Regions from separate parts of the Rattus norvegicus genome. Here region 1 is linked to region 2. Evidence: chromatin contacts called from public Hi-C data. All regions are on one chromosome and are shown on one strand. The core of a region is the stretch at or near the end of the contact, and the rest is flanking DNA. Distances in the headings are between cores, read along the strand shown. Region 1 holds the start of Tonsl (tonsoku-like, DNA repair protein). Region 2 overlaps LOC134479929 (a long non-coding RNA gene).

What was found. Hi-C and Micro-C count contacts between places; a contact is called where the count stands out from the background.
Region 1: a contact with region 2 is called in a Hi-C map of liver, with 7 times the contacts expected there. The contact joins the promoter of Tonsl here to the enhancer-like site in region 2. A contact is called at or near these places in 8 of 12 Hi-C or Micro-C datasets (the A7r5 cell line, the Rat2 cell line, Schwann cells and 4 more).

Annotation. Positions count from the first base shown.
Region 1 is chr7:110,239,855-110,243,855 of GRCr8, reverse strand. Tonsl (tonsoku-like, DNA repair protein) reads left to right here and starts at 2,459. Exons shown (of 26, transcript NM_001130572.1): 1 at 2,459-2,550; 2 at 2,631-2,726; 3 at 2,817-2,959; 4 at 3,493-3,676; 5 at 3,910-4,001. The coding sequence starts at 2,526.
Region 2 is chr7:110,155,374-110,159,542 of GRCr8, reverse strand. It overlaps LOC134479929 (a long non-coding RNA gene), which reads right to left. Exons shown (of 2, transcript XR_010053861.1): 1 at 2,590-4,169; 2 at 112-1,836. Among named protein-coding and RNA genes, the nearest start is that of Slc52a2, 14 kb to the right of the region's middle. Within about 2 kb of position 1,637, at least 3 of the 93 cell types and tissues checked have an H3K27ac peak or open chromatin away from gene starts, as enhancers often do. A contact at or near this core is called in liver, where this site is marked.

The DNA of each region.
Region 1 (4,001 bases), core at 1,210-3,709, 83 kb before region 2:
TATGGCAGACACATGCTTATAATCCCAGCACTTGGGAAGTGAAGTCAGGAATAGGACAACTCAAGGTCATCCTGCTGAGTATGAGGCTGGTCTGGTCTCTACGAGACCCCGACTCAAAAGAAAAAGACAAACTGACTCCACTTATGTCTCCCGCCCATGGCTTTGTGGGATCCTGCACTAAGTTTCCAGTGGGGCTTCAGCATACATCCTAGAAGATGATGAGCATTCAGTTTGCCACACAGTCAGAGAAAAAGAGCTCCAAATCATGGCAAGAGTTTGTCCTTCAAGGTAATGGAGAACAGAGCACCCAAAATCATAATTCCAAATACACTTCCAGGCACTGCAGGTAAGGGACCTGGATTGCTTTCTTTCTTTCTTTTTTTTTTTTTTTTTTTTTTTGGTTCTTTTTTTCGGAGCTGGGGACCGAACCCAGGGCCTTGCACTTCCTAGGTAAGCGCTCTACCACTGAGCTAAATCCCCAGCCCCGTGCTAAATCCCCAGCCCCGCTGGATTGCTTTCAATTCTCCAGCCTACACTCTCATTCAGTTGCCTTTCAATACAAAACTGTGCAGTTTTCCAATTCTTTACTGCATCTTCTGGGAATATGGATACCACATAGGAGAAACTGTTCTGTTTACTTCAAAAAGTTGATTCCTCCCCTTTTACCCGGGGCCCTTCTGTGTCCTCTGCATGTGGGCTGATCCCCAGGGTACCCAACAGTTTCATTAAGTCCTCATGCCCAATCATAAAAACCACATTTATTTATTTGTATTGTATTTTTTTAAAAGATTTATTCATTTATTATATATAAGCACACTGTAGCTGTCTTCAGACACACCAGAAGAGGGTACAGATCTCCTTACAGATGGTTGTGAGCCACCATGTGGTTGCTGGGAATTGAACTCAGGACCTCTGGAAGAGTAGTCAGGTGCTCTTAACCGCTGAGCCATCTCTCCAGCCCTTATTTGTATTGTATTGCTTTTTAAAAGTTACAAGAGTAGGGGCTGGAGAGATGGCTCCGTGGTTAAGAGTATTGGCCAAGGCTTTTTTTGGGAAAAGCCAGATTTGATTTTCAGCATCCACATGGTTGTTCATGACTGTGTGTACCACCAGTTTTATTTCTTTACTCATACATTTGTTTGTTTGTTTGTTTGTTTGTTTGTTTGTCTCCGCATTGGTGTTGGGCCTCTGTGAATGGTTGTTGGAGGGTATCAGATCCCCTGGAACTGGAGTTACAGATATCTGTGAACTACCATGTGAGTGCTGGAAATTGAACCCCATTCCTCTGGAAGAGTAGCCAATGCTCTTAACCACTAAGCCATCTCTCCATTCCCCAGCACCACTCCTCAACTCCTCCAGACCTCCCCACCCCTTTCTAGGGATGCCTTCTGGCCTCCATGGACGACACTAGGCACACAAATGGTACACAGACAAAATACCCATACAACAAGATAATAATTTACAACTTTAAAGGTAAAACTTACAAGTGTAGTGTGGTGATACAGGCCTTTGAGCACAGCACAAAGGAGACAAAGGCAGGGGGATCTCTGAGTCCAGCCAGTTCTATATGAACACCTGTTTTGCTTTTTAAAGTTTTTTTCATAAATGTAGGTAGAATAGGTGGTATGTGCTTTAATTTCTAGAGGAAAGGGGGTAGCATTACAGGACCCCTGTAATAAAAAGGCAGGTTGAGAGCTGGAAAGTTGGCTCGGTAGTTAAGAGCATTTACTACTCTTGCAGAGGACCCAAGTTCGGTTCCCAGCACCCACACGATGACTCGTAACAAACTGTAACTCCCGTCCCTTCAAGTGTCTTCAGCCTCTAGGCACACGGAAGGTGCACATACACACATATAGGTAAAACACATACGTGAAATTAAAAAAATCTCTCTTTCTCTCTCTCTCTCTCTCTCTCTCTCTCTCTCTCTCTCTCTCTCGCTCTGTGTGTGTCTGTGTGTGTGTGTGTGTGTGTGTGTGTGTGTGTGTGTGTGTGTGTGTGTGTGTGTGTAGCATTGGCTTTCCGGGATTAATTCGCTCTGAGACCACGCTGGCCTCAAATTTAGACATCTGCCTGTCTCAGTCTCCTGAATGTTGGGATTAAAGGCGTATGCCACCATGCTCGTCTACTCTTAAAACAAAACAAAGTCAGGTAGGCTACAGGGCAGCAGGGTTAGTGCCCACACGTTGTCTGTAGTCCGGGTAACTCACCCGAAGGGGTCTGTAAATAAGGACACTGCCTGCCTGGGTACCTGCATTCTCCGCCAGCAGCTTTGAAAGCCCAGATCCCAACCAACAGACCTTGGGCTCTCTGATCCCGCCATGCTGGAGCTCGTCGGACTACAAATCCCAGGAGGCCTGGGGTCTACAGCACTTGGGCCACCGGAGGGGCGGAGTTAAGCATGCGCTCAGAAGACTGGGTGGGCCCTGCGTGTTAGGGGTGGAACGAGGTAATGGGCGTGGGCTCAGAGAAGCGCGGGAAGTCCAGATTTTCGCGGCGGCGGCGGCGGCGGCGGTGGCTGTGTGAATATGACGCTGGAACAGGAGCTTCGCCGTGAGTATTCTGGGGCGTACTTGTCGGGACGCAGGGTGTGGGTCGGGTCCTGGGTTAGACTTGATTCTCTCTTCCGGCAGAGCTGAGCAAGGCGAAGGCCAGGGCCCAGAGGAATGGACAGCTGTGCGAGGAGGCGGTCTGCTGCCACCAGCTGGGGGAGCTGCTAGCTAGCCACGGTGAGCCGGAGTGGTGAGAGGGAGGGCTGGCGGCAGGGGACTGACTGAGTGATGGCGCACCTTGAGCCCCCCACGCCCCTCTTCCGGCAGGTCGCTTCCAGGAAGCTTTAGAGGAGCACCAGCAGGAGCTACATCTGCTAGAGAGTGTCCAGGACACCCTAGGCTGCGCTGTGGCCCACCGCAAGATCGGAGAGCGGCTGGCTGAAATGGAGAACTACTCTGCTGCTCTGAAGGTACAGAGCCTTCACTTCTTGTTGAGGAGTGAGGACTAGTATACAAATAGTATTCAGCGACAACTGACACGGCAGGCAGTCACACCCTTATGCTTACTCGGGGCGCTGCCCGGCTCTTGACTCGGGGATGAATGAGTTTGTGACAACTGAAGAGAAGACTCGGGACCCACTGCTATGGCAAGCAACACTCCAGGCAGCCCTTAGTGGTCTCCCATGACAACACTGCTACATAGACAGTCCTTTGCACAGGAAAGATAGGACATGGGTGTAGCCAACTCTGTTGAATTTTGGGAAACAGAAGGTTCTCTTTCATAAGAGTAGCTTCCTCTGGTACTTCAAATGCTTTTTCTTCTCTCTTTTTTTTAAAGATTTATTTATTATATATAAGTACACTGTGGCTGTCGGATCCCATTACAGATGGTTGTGAGCCACGTGTGGTTGCTGGGATTTGAACTCAGGACCTCTGGAAGAACAATCCGTGCTCTTAACCACTGAGCCATCTCTCCAGCCCACGCTTTTTTTTTCTACACTAGCACCAGCATCTCTACCTGGATCTAGCTGGTTCCCTGTCCAACCACACTGAATTGCAGAGAGCCTGGGCCACCATTGGCCGCACCCATCTGGATGTATATGACCACTGCCAATCAAGAGATTCCTTGCTGCAGGCACAGGCTGCCTTTGAGAAGAGTTTGGCTATTGTGGATGAGAAACTAGAGGGTGGGTGCCCTTTCCCTGGATTTTCCCTCCCCATATCCTGCATTCTAGGTCCTCCCTTTCCAAGGCCTGAGTTGCTCACCAGCTTGAACCTGTGAGACATCTGCCCCTTCCCTGTATACTCTATCTGCAGCAGACTCCTGGCTCACTCAATAAGAGATGGAAAAAGGGTGGGATAAAGGGAAAACCCCATACCCAGAGGAGGCAATTGAGTCCCTAAAGCTCTTGCTTTCCAGGGATGCTGACCCAGCGGGAACTGAGTGAGATGAGGACCCGTCTCTACCTCAATCTGGGCCTCACCTGTGAGAGCCTGCAGCAGACAGCCCAG
Region 2 (4,169 bases), core at 388-2,887:
GATACTCTCCTGAGAGTTGTTCTACATGTGCACCATGGCATGTGCGCGTGCGCGTGCGCACACACACACACACACACATGTATATCCTTCCTCACAAAATAAATAAGTAAATATAATAAAAATATCTTTATCAAGACATATCCACTCCCCGCTTATCCCTGTTCCCATCCCAAGAGAACCACAAAATCTGACTCACTTGAACCAGAGGAGAAAAATACCTCCCTCTGCCTCCCCAGGGCAGCTTCCTTCCCCCAAATCTACATCATGCTGGCATAGTGACTCCAGTTCTTGGTGGTTTGTCACTCAGCTTCTGGCTTCTGTGGGTACCAGGCATACACAAAGGGCATATACATACAAAATCAAATTTTTAAAAATCAAAAACGGAGGGCTGGAGAGATGGTTCAGTGGTTAAGAGCACTGTCTGCTCTTCCAGAGGTCCTGAGTTCAATTCCCAGCAACCACATGGTGGCTCACAACCATCTGTAATAAGATCTGGTGCCCTCTCTGGCCTACAGGCATACATGCAGGCAGAATGCTGTAAACATAACAAATAAATTTTTTTTTTTTTTAAAATTGGGCTGGAGAGATGGCTCAGTGGTTAAGAGCACTGTCTGCTCTTCCAGGTCCTGAGTTCAATTCCCAGCAACCACATGGTGGCTCACAACCATCTGTAAAGAGATCCGATGCCCTCTTCTGGTGTATCTGAAGACAGCTACAGGGTACTCATATATAATAAATGAATAAATAAATCTTTAAAAAAAAACTTTAAAAAAATAAAAAATAAAAATAAAAAAAATCAAGGGGCTGGGGATTTAGCTCAGTGGTAGAGCGCTTACCTAGGAAGCGCAAGGCCCTGGGTTCGGTCCCCAGCTCCGAAAAAAAGAACCAAAAAACAAAATAATAATAAAAAATAAAAAAAAAAATCAAAACCAGAGGGTGGTGGTGACTGTGGCGGTGACGGGCACACACCTTTAACCCCAGCATTCAGGAAGCAGAGGCAGGCAGATCTTTGTGAGTTTGAGGCCAGCCTGGTCTACAGAGTGAGTTCCAGGACATCCTGGATTACACAGAGAAACCTTATCTCAAAAAACAAATAAACAGGGTTGGGGATTTAGCTCAGTGGTAGAGCGCTTGCCTAGCAAGCCCAAGGCCCTGGGTTCGGTCCTCAGCTCCGGAAAACAAACAAAAACAAACAAAAGGACAGATTGGGCCAGGTATAGTACAGCGGTGCATATCTTCAATCCCAGCATTCAAGAGGCAGAGGTAGGTGGATCTCTGTGAATTCCCGGCCAGTAGAGCTACATAGTGAGATCCTACCTCAGACAAATAGCTAGATCAAGAACCCTAAAATCCCTTCCGTACTTTATTAAGACAGCTTTAGAGGTATTTGTTTTGTTGAAACAGGGTTTCTCTGTACAGCCCTAGCTCACAGAGCCCCAACCGCCTCTGCCTCCCGAGTGATGGGATTAAAGGCGTGGGCCACCAACACTCCACACTTTCAAGGTTTTTTTTAATAACTAAGCAGAGACCCTGAAAGCCAGAAAAGAGATAACGGATTCAGTTTATGGTCACACTAATCCGCTCTTCTGTCTCAGGAAATTCTAGAGCGCCATCTAGTGCCCACCCAGTTCAGTCTGCAGGCACTAACGGCCTCAGGTCAAAGAATTCTTTCCGGTTATTGATCAGCTGATATTTCTGCTGGCAGAGTCCAAAGCTTCTGAGACTCTTCTGGGGTCAAGTCCAGTCACCAAAGAGCGAAACCCTTGGAAGCAATAATGTCCTTTTTCTCGTATGAGGGAAGGCCGGCTCATATCTGACGACCTCACACAGTTGAATCTGAAAAAGGACAAATTCCAGGACCATAAGGACCCCAGCAAAGAAGGAAGTCCCCTCAGAGTAACTAGAGGCCCCGGGGTTGTGTGCGCTCTTCTACTTCCTCCCTAGATATTACAAGAATCAAAGTTACGTTCTTTCCTTTAAGATTTATTTTTAATTACCTATGTGTATTCATGTGCCAGCATGTGGGTGTCCCATCAGAGCAGGTGCCTACTGAAGCCAGAGGTTTGAAGCTGTAGTTACAAGTGATTGTAGGCTGCCCAGTGAGGGGGAGAATTGTAATTTGGTCCTCTGCATTAAGCAGAAAGCATTCTTTAAATGCTGAGCCATTTCTCCAGATCCCAAATTATATTCCTTATTAGTACAAGGATCAGGGTTTGTTTGTTTTTTCTGTCATGACCACCCTCTCTTGTCAACATTCCAGTACTCAGTCCTCCTCACTGGTACTGACGGCAAGCCTCAACCACCCACTCTGCGTGCCTCCTAACCTCTACAGTAGACGAATTTCTGTTATTCCCCTGTGGTCCTGTGTAACTGTCTCATTCCCCTCCTAGCTAGAGGCAGCATATCTAAACTTCAGATCCACTTAAGGTCTCTCTAGCTCTTGTTCCCTCCCTCATCCCCCTTTCAAGACAAGGTTGCACTGTGTAGCCTGGACGACTTGTAACTCATCATGTAGACCAGATTGGGCCTCAAGCTTGCCTCTGCCTCCCCAGTACTGGGATTCAAGTTCTATCCCAGGACAGTGCTTACCTCTCAAGAGTCAGATGGCTTCCACAGGGCCCCCAGAGTCTCAGCATGATGGACTTCCTCTTAGAGAGCAGGGTGCAGCTCTTCTTTTACAAACCTCGGAGCTCACCAGGTGGTGGCGGTACCAGACTTTAGTCCCAGCACTCGGGAGGCAGAGGCAGGGGGATTTCTGAGTTTGAGGCCAGCCTGGTCTACAGAGAGAGTTTCAGGATAGCCAGGCCTACACAGAGAAACCCTGTCTCAAAAGAGCAAAAAACAAAATAAAATAAAACAAGCCCCGGAGCTCACCAGATGCTAATCCTGAGGACTCTGCAGCTTTTCTGTGTGGAGAGTCTCCATGTCACCTGCAGTAATAGATGAGCCCTACGGGATGATCCTCTTTCCGAGGCTACTTCATTCACACACGGAAGTGGATTTATGCAGGTAGGACAGAGACTTTTTGAGAATACAACAGTGAATTTCACAAAGGTGATAAAACATGGGTGCTTTGTGGGTAATGGTATATCAGCCCCCAGAGAGAAGTCATTGCTCTCACTAGAGCTCTCCAGCTAGGGGCACGAATGAGACAGCATTTAGGCATGCTTCTGCCCATGCAGCCACCTGGAGAGAGGGGAGTTCTTCATTGCCCATAATACCCTCTTAAATATGCCCCTGAGATTCCAACCTTACTAGATGCCATCTGGATTCCAACTCGGGGAGCTCTTACACACTGCAAAGCCACCAAGAAGACTATTCTGACACTTCTCAGTGGAGCGCCCAGCAAATCAGCAGGCTGGACAGGCTGTTTGACTCCCATTACAAGCTGCCTTAGTTCCCAATCCTTCCTCTACAACACGTCCCACTCCCCAGGACTCTCTTGGGCTTTATATCAGGGTTTCAAAGCCACCCCAGAGGGATGGATAAACAAAGCCCAGCAACCTGCTGCTCCTGGAATCTCCCCAGTGAGAAGAAAGCCTTAACAGTTTCATCAAGCCATGAATTTGGGGACCCGGGCCCTCCAACTTCTAATTGAATTCCTCTTTACACGCCTATCAATCTCCCAGACCTGTGGTCTCTTTCTTTCTTTTCTTTTGATATTTTGTTTTTGTTTTTTGAGACAAGATTTCTCTGTGTGGACCAGACTGCTCTCAAACTCAGTGATCTGCCTGTCTCTGCCTCCTGAGAGCTGAGATTAAAGGTGCACATCACCACTGCCTGGCTAGTTCTTTCGTTCGTTCTTTCTTTCCTTCCTTCCTTCCTTCCTTTTTCTCTCTTTTTTTTCAAAGATTTATTCATTTATTATATATAAGTACACTGTAGCTATCTTCAGATACATCAGAAGAGGGCATCTGATCTCTTTATAGATAGTTGTGAGCCACCATGTGGTTGCTGGGAATTGAACTCATGACCTCTGGAAGAGCAGTTGGGTGCTCTTAACCGCTGAGCCATCTCTCCAGCCCCTTTCTCTCTTTTTTTTTATCCCATGTGCCTATGACACGCAACTCCTAAGACTCTGTTCTCTCCTTAACCTTGTGGAACCGGGGGACGGAAGTCAGGTCATCCGGCTTGGTGACAAAGCGCTTTTACCATTGGATCATCTTGCC